2 separate regions of the Mus musculus genome follow, and region 2 is linked to region 1. Evidence: chromatin contacts called from public HiChIP or PLAC-seq data. All regions are on one chromosome and are shown on one strand. Each heading gives the region's core, a stretch centred on a gene start, on an enhancer-like site or on the middle of the called end of the contact. The rest is flanking DNA. Distances are from core to core; before and after follow the strand shown. Region 1 holds the start of Asic1 (acid-sensing (proton-gated) ion channel 1). Region 2 has its middle 14 kb from the start of Gm34765.

Region 1 (3,803 bases), core at 939-3,438:
ATGGCTCAGTGGGTAAGAGCACCCGACTGCTCTTCCAGAGGTCCGGAGTTCAAATCCCAGCAACCACATGGTGGCTCACAACCATCTGTAAGGAGATCTGACTCCCTCTTCTGGAGTGTCTGAAGACAGCTACAGTGTACTTACATGTAATAAATAAATAAATCTTAAAAAAAAAAGAAAGAAAAACCAAAACAAAACAAAAAAAGAAAAAGAAAAACTTACCCAACTCCCCGAATTAGGAGCTACCATCTCGAAGTCTGTCCTGATATGGCTGATATGGCTATTTTTTTTTCTTCCAGATCTAAATCAGAGTGCCAGTAACATTTGTTACTGGGGATTTACAAACACAGATCAATGAACTATGCATTTTCCATCAGTGATTCACATAATCATTGAAAAACAAGGTGAAATAAATACAACCTTCATCATAAGGATGAAGAAACTGAAGCTTGGACTGGCCAAGGGTCCTGCCGGTGGTATTGCGTGGTGGGGTCAGGTCCTGTTCTTGGAGCCTGGATACCTGATTCATGCCTTTTATCTTTCCCCGGACTACTCCTGCGGCTGTTCATTGGCCTCAATCAGTCCTCGCCTGCCGCCACCTCACCTCATCACCTTCCTTCCCTCCACCCACGCTGCTCCCTGCTCCCTCGGTAACATCCCAGGTGATTGAAGCAATTTGCAGCCATTAGAAGAGGCTCCACGTGTCGCTCAGCTTGTGGGGTTTGCAAAGATGTTACAGATGTTCCAAGATGGTCCTCCCCTCCCCCGAGGACATTGGAGAGCCTGGAACCAGACTAGACCCAGGGCTAGAATCATCACTTAAACCCCGTTTGCGACCCTCCTAGAGTAATTCCTAGTTTCACAGGCCGCCTCCCCCATTGCCCTTTAAGTGGAGTTTAAGTATCCGAGAGAGTGCTGTCACCTGGTGGCTGCCCAGGGGCATGGCAGCCCACCAGCAGCGCTTGTGCCGTTGGACAGCTCCCCAGCCGGAAGGCGAGATACTATCTTTATTTTGGCAGCTTGGCGCTCTGGGTCCTGCTGAATGGACCTCAATCTCTCACCAGACCTAAACCCCTATCCCTGGAGAGACATCTTCACTGGTTTCTAGGGTACCTCTTACTCCCAACCCCTCACAAATTCTCATCAGCTTCTTCCCTCTATGTCAGGTTCATTCCTCAAACTCAAACCCAGAACCATGTCCCTGAGACCTGCTTCTCACCTTCCTTCTCTCAGAGCTTCACCAGCCTGTAAGTGGAGCAAAGGAGCTGCAATGGATATAATTCTGATCTTGCATCACACACACACACACACACACACACACACACACACACACCACACCATCATCTGACACCATCAGACCTCAACAGCCTCTGTGTTAAGAGCTCCTAATGAGCATCAGCAAATTAACAACTTCCCCTTGATTGCTCCTTCTCTGCTAATTGGATAGGGAGGGCCCCCCCCCCAAGGCCTCGGAGAAAGAAAGAGGGAGGGAAGGAGAGAGGTGACAGCTACAGGAGCAGCCTCCAGGTTTCAGGACTCAGATTTCTGGTCCATCCCAGAACACACTCCTCCTTGCAGCCTTCATTTTGTATCTTTTTCTTTTTCCCTACTTCTGCCCCATCTGCCCTCACTTCTGGCCATGTCTCTTTTCTTCTCTCTGTTCCTCTCTGCTTTATAGATCTGCCAATGAGGCACTTGCACACGGGCTGCTTAAGAAATCCACTGATATACAAATGGGGTCTGGGTGGCCAAGGGTATTTATATATGTGCATGTGTGTGGGTCACATGAAGGTGGGAAGCAGGAATAAGAGCAGGTGAGTGAATGTGTACAAACAGGTAAGTGCTCGTGTGAGGGTCAGGCTTCAGGGATGTGTAGGTGTATGTGATGTGTGGATGGCTGAGTGGCAAGGTAAGACTCCGGTCTGAATGTGCCTGTATCTCCACACAGGCAAATGCTTGAATCAGTCAAGTGTGACTGTGACTCGGAGTGTGTGTGTGTGTGTGTGTGTGTGTGTGTACACGTGTGCATGTGCCATCAGAGGAAGCAGCAGCAGCAAGAAGCAGGAGCTTCGATCCGAAGGAGACAACGTGGGGAGGGGGACGCTGGGGGCAGACACCCTCCTTCCTGCGCGCACACGTGCGCGTGCACACACACACACCCCATAGTCACACACGCACACACACGCGCACACACACACAAGCCACAGGGCCTCGCAAGCAGAGAGCGGAGCCGGCTCCGGGATCCGAACGAGGCAGCTCTGCTGAGAGCGGCGGGAGGAGGCGAGCCAGCGGGGGGAGCCCTCGGTTCCGCTCCCGGGCCGGGGGCCCCCCGCGCACACCGGCCCAGAGACACCCTCGCAGACACTCGTAGGCGCGCACGCGCACCCTTTCCCCTCCTCCTCCCCTCCCGCCGCCTCCCGGCCGGACGATGGATCCCTGCAGATCCCGGGGCTGAGAGCACCGCGCAGCGCCAGCGCGCCGAGCCCCGGGCGGACCAAGCCGAGCGAGCAAGCGCGCGCGGGCGGCGGACCGAGCTGAGCCGAGCTGGCCGAGCGGGCCGCTCCCTGCAGGGCTCTACGCGGGTGCCGCGGCAGCCGGCGGCTCGGGCTCCGGGCCATGAGCCCCTCCGCCGCGCGGCGCTGAGCCCACGGACCGCCTCGCGCCCCAGGACCTGCAGCGGCGGCCGGCTTTCCCCAGCCCCCTCAGGTGGGTTTCCGACCCCGCTGCCTTGGGCCCCGGGCTTCCTGGTGCCCCAAAGCCGAGACTCTCCTCCACTGTAGCTTTCTCCAGCTTCTGGGGAGGCTCGGCGGATGGGGAGGGGGCGGGGGGCCGAGCCGGGAATATGACTGCGACGAGAAGCTGGACTGGAGGGGGTGCGTTCGGGGCGGGGATAACTGGCTGTCATAGGGAACCGCGCCCCCCCCCCCCATTCCTACATCCACCTCAGGCAGCCTACCATCCTCTCCCAAACACACACACACACACACACACACACACACACACACACATACACACACAGCCTGCGCCTATGCCTGTGCTTGTTTGAGAACTGGAGACACAGAAGGTGAGGATACAGGCAGGGCCCCTCCCCAGATGTGCCCACCTCCGGAGAGGTGGCCCTGGTTTAGCTCCTGAGGTGACAGCCTGTTCCTGGGGATACCCTTGATCAAGAGAAGAGCCCCTGACCCCTGGTTCAGCCCATTATGGGGAGTTTGATCTTGGCTGGGGTAGATATTCCTGTCCCAGAGTGACCTCACATCTGGAGGGAACTCCCATGCCTGCCTGTGGGTGCATCAGGGACTTCCCTCCTTCACTCTAGTGGCTGTATCTGGGGTCCCCCATAGTCTGGGAAGCTTGCAGACCATTCTCTCGACCCGAGCTGACCCCCCCCTCCAAGCCTCTATGTTTTAATGACTGTCATCTTGGATGGTCCCTCGTTCAAGCCACCTTTGGAGCCTGCATGTCAGGGAAGTCTTCCCTTGGACAAGCAGTGACCTCCGGTTAAGGATTTTGAATGGACATAATTGGAGGGGCCCTATATGCGCCTTCATCTCAGGACAATGACAGAGTCTTGTCTCCTCTTTCCTCCCTCTAGGATCCCCTTGGCAAGCATGGAACTGAAGACCGAGGAGGAGGAGGTGGGTGGTGTCCAGCCGGTGAGCATCCAGGCTTTTGCCAGCAGCTCCACGCTGCACGGTCTTGCCCACATCTTCTCCTATGAGCGGCTGTCTCTGAAGCGGGCACTGTGGGCCCTGTGTTTCCTGGGTTCGCTGGCCGTCCTGCTGTGTGTGTGCACTGAGCGT
Region 2 (3,803 bases), core at 402-2,901, 55 kb before region 1:
CCGTGGATTATAAGATGCCCTGAGTATCCTAGGTGTTAGTCAGGTGTTTTTAAAGCACATCTCACAATCAATAACATGATTGTTTCTCCTTCAAATCTTAGGTCTTTAAACAGGGGCTTAAATCAGGAGAGCCTCAAGTCTCCCTTCCTCTCAGAGCAATGGCCATCAGCTCCCTACCCTTTCCCACTCCCCGTCTCTTACAATGCCAGCTTTTAGGTTATCCAGACTATGCCTTGGGATCACCAAGGCCAGACAAAACACAAGCCATGCCAAGTTGGAGCCGTATCCTTTTTTTTTTTCATAGCAGAATATTTCCACTTTATTGTCTGTAAACTTTTCTCTGGTGAGCACAAAGCCGGAACACCCAAAGAGAAAGAGGGAGCACCGTAAACAGACAAGAAGAAGGGGGAGCACCCTCCACATTTGGAACTCCAAGCAGACAGCCAGACCATTGCCACTGTGGTGGACAGAGTGTGACACTGGGGTGGAATAGCCCAGGGGACAGCAAAAGAAGGGAATCCTCCACTGCGGGAGAAGCCCAAGCCATGCGGAGAACCAGGGAAGCTCCAGTCTCCTCCCCATCCTCCTTTCCACGCATGGCCCACAGCAGCAGAGCTGTAGACCTACTCAGGGTTGGGTTGGAGCAAGTTCGGCCAGCCACACTGCTGACTCCTGTCTTGCCCTGCAGGCGGCTGTGCGGAGGAGAGGGAAGGGAGATCTTGCTTTCTAAGTCTGGGAAGAAGCCTGAGGACAGGGGAGCAAGGTTTGAGGGAGGTGGGAAAGTAGTCCCAGCCCTTCTCCCATTTTTACGACGGTGGGCACTGGGGAGGGGGCTGCAGTGCCATCTCCTGGGCCCTCAGCACCTCACCCAAGGCTATGCTGCTCTTCTGTGGCTGGTGAGCTGTCGGGTGCTCCTTCTCAAGACATCCAGTGCATTCTCATCAACATGGCTGCTCCTTGTCTAAAGTGTCAAGAGGGTGGAAGACCCTTCCACACTCAGCGCCTATGGTTTAGGTGCATGCCCAGGCCTTCTCGAATACCTGATGTGGGCTTATGCACTCGAGCCACTCTGTCCCTGTCACACGTCTGTCAAGTCTCCATCAAGTCAGTGCTGGAGCACGCTGGACCTCTCTGGAGCCAGCGTGATGCCTGAAGCATAGCAGATGATGTCCGGCTGGCCCTTGCCAGCTCCACCGCCTTGGTTGTCCCTGCCCAGCTTTCGTCACACGTCTGTGCAACCTCCCTCGTCTTCTCTTTTCACCCTTTGGCATCGTGCTGGGGCCTCCTCCTGCCTCCTTCACCCTTGGAGAAGCGTTGCTAGTCTTTACCTTCACGTATCTGTTTGTACCTTTGTCAGAGTCTGAGTTTTCCCAGGAACTGGGGAGTGGAGCCGGTAAGGGGACAGCAACTGCTGTGGGCTAGAGAACTTGGGCATCTAAATCTACTTCATGGCACGGCTCAGCTCTGGCACTCCCAGGACCGCAATTCTGAGACAATAATAGCCTAGCTCTCTAACACCATTATCCAGCCACTTCCCACCCCACCAGGTTATCTTTCCTGGAGCCTCCGAGCAGCCTCGTGAGAAGATGCACAGATTAGTCATTTCCTCTAACCCAGTTAAGACGGCTCCCTTAAGCCGCCGGCCGCGGGAGGTTCCCCGTTAAAGCAAAGCAGCTGGAAAGGGCTTAGCCCTTTAATGCCAGCAGCTGTATCTCCAATGTGGCTGCTCTGCTGAGGGGCTGGATGCTATCCAGAAGCATCCTCCCGTTTAGCCCTCGTCAGTGCACATTAGCCCAGGAGGGGAGAGCAGCCAGCTCCCTGGGAGGAAAGGCGGTACTTTATTCAAGCACCCCCCCCCCACACACACACACCCCTACGCCTCACTTTCCAAAGAAAAATCCCAGCCCCTTTGTATCTCTCTAGCTACTGCATTCTGAGCGTATCATCGCACAGGCAGAATGTCCTCTGTAGTAGGAACAACTCACCTAAGGACAAGGTCACTTGTTAGTTTTGACAACAGAAAGACTTTGGACCATTAACCACATGGACTCCATGGGCTGGAAGTTCATTTTCCCCCTCTCGGAAGTCTAACAAATTCTTCTGATCCCAGGCATGCAGACACGTGGACACAACTCCGTGGAGAGCACTGGGCCCCGGGGTTGACGAGGGGGAAGGCTGAAGAGCCTCAGAAAGGCCTGGCACAGCTCAGGCTGCTGGAGAGATCACTCCAAGACTTCTTACTCAGAGCCAGATGGTAAACATGAGTCGGAGTGAGAGCTAATGCCACTCAGAGGGAAAGCCAGGGAGCTAATCCCTTGACATGTTCCTCAAAGCTGGCTGATAGTTCGGCTCAGGCTTGTCTGTCTTTGGCTTGGAGCTTCATGGCACAGAGGCTCCGCACGGGTGGCCTCACAGAAAGAGGACAACCTCGCACGCGCATACCTGTTCTCCTCCTTCCACACAGAAAACTTCCCAGGACCACCGAGTCCTCCACACTGTTGAGCAACGTCCCACCCAGCAGGAAGTCTGCCCCAGTCCCCTGCCTGCAGTGTGCCTGTCCCCCCAACTCTTTCTGCTCTAGAATGCAAACTGTATTTACACAGAGATCTCAGTGGAGTCACTTACAAAGCTGGGCATGGTGGCATCCCTTTGACAGGGAGATCTAGCCCCAACTAAGTTCTAAGTTTATTTTGTTGAGCGGTGGTGGTGCACACCTTTAGTCCCAGCACTTGGAAGGCAGAGGCAGGTGGATTTCTGAGTTCAAGGCCAGCCTGGTCTATACAGTGAGTTCCAGGACAGCCAGGGCTACACAGAGAAGCCCTGTCTCAAAAAAAAAACAAAACAAAAAATAAAGATTTATTTTATGTATATGAGTACACTGTAGCTGTACAGATGGTTGTGAGCCTTCATGTGGTTGTTGGGGATTGAATTTCTAGGACCTCTGTTTGCTCTGGTCAACCCTGCTCCCTCAGTCCCTGCTGCTCTGGCCCAAAGATTTATTTATTATTATACATAAGTACACTGTAGCTGTCTTCAGATGCACCAGAAGAGGGTGTCAGATCTCATTAGGGATGGTTGTGAGCCATCATGCGGTTGCTGGGATTTGAACTCAGGACCTTCAGAAGAGCAGTCAGTGCTCTTAACCACGGAGCCATCTCGCCAGCCCTTCAAATAAGTTCTTATAATGATGAGAACATAAAACTCCAGAATACAAATGATTTCTAACCACTTATTATAGCTTTGTGTTTGTCCGTTTAACATACATGGGTTTGTTGGCAAGTGTGTCTGAGCACCACATGGAAACCAGGTGGATCTCCTGGAACAGGAGTTGCAAGCTGCTGTGTAGATGCTGGGAATCAAGCCTGGTGTCCTCTGGAAGAGCAGCCAGTTTTGTTAATCACTGAGCCATCTTTCCAGTCCGTCCTTTACTTTGCAGTCAACTTTACCTTGGTTTTGTCTGCAGTTCTCTCGCATGCTACTCAAGCACTCTCCCACTGAGTTGTACCCCCAGCCGTTCCTGAGAATTTGAGAATTTCACAAATGGTCTCACTAAGTTGCCCAGAACTCACTATCTCAGGTAGGATGCTAGAGTCCTAGGCTTGTGCTTCCATGCTAGCTTTGCCCATTTACTATCTGACCATTTGGGGATGCAAATAATACTGAGCTTAAGTAAGGGTAAGGGCAACTTCAACCATTAGGTATTAAATACCATTGCAAGGATTCTGCTGTTAAGAAGTCTGCAATAGCATCCACTATTGCTGACTAAGAGTTGGAATTCCCAAGTTCTAATCCCAGGTCAACTA

What was found. HiChIP or PLAC-seq counts read pairs in DNA pulled down with a chosen protein or histone mark.
Region 2: a contact with region 1 is called in an H3K4me3 HiChIP or PLAC-seq map of forebrain, with 2.9 times the contacts expected there. The contact joins the enhancer-like site here to the promoter of Asic1 in region 1. A contact is called at or near these places in 19 of 39 promoter capture datasets (the C10 cell line, the HPC-7 cell line, Sertoli cells and 13 more), 2 of 15 datasets of contacts at CTCF or cohesin (CD8 T cells and the NIH/3T3 cell line), 35 of 484 Hi-C or Micro-C datasets (2-cell embryo, 8-cell embryo, the C2C12 cell line and 26 more), 23 of 115 datasets of contacts at active chromatin or transcription factors (PVALB interneurons, bone marrow-derived dendritic cells, craniofacial prominence and 15 more) and 4 of 9 other capture datasets (adipose tissue, liver, macrophages and 1 more).

The regions. Positions count from the first base shown.
Region 1 is chr15:99,668,189-99,671,991 of GRCm38.p6, forward strand. It overlaps Asic1 (acid-sensing (proton-gated) ion channel 1), which reads left to right and starts at 2,189. Exons shown (of 12, transcript NM_009597.2): 1 at 2,189-2,706; 2 at 3,596-3,803. The coding sequence starts at 3,612. Gm34880 (a long non-coding RNA gene) reads right to left here and starts at 1,668. Exons shown (of 4, transcript XR_875662.3): 1 at 1,220-1,668; 2 at 223-561.
Region 2 is chr15:99,613,235-99,617,037 of GRCm38.p6, forward strand. No RefSeq gene overlaps it. Among named protein-coding and RNA genes, the nearest start is that of Gm34765, 14 kb to the left of the region's middle. Within about 2 kb of position 1,652, at least 67 of the 459 cell types and tissues checked have an H3K27ac peak or open chromatin away from gene starts, as enhancers often do. A contact at or near this core is called in the C2C12 cell line, the HL-1 cell line, the MC38 cell line and 10 more, where this site is marked.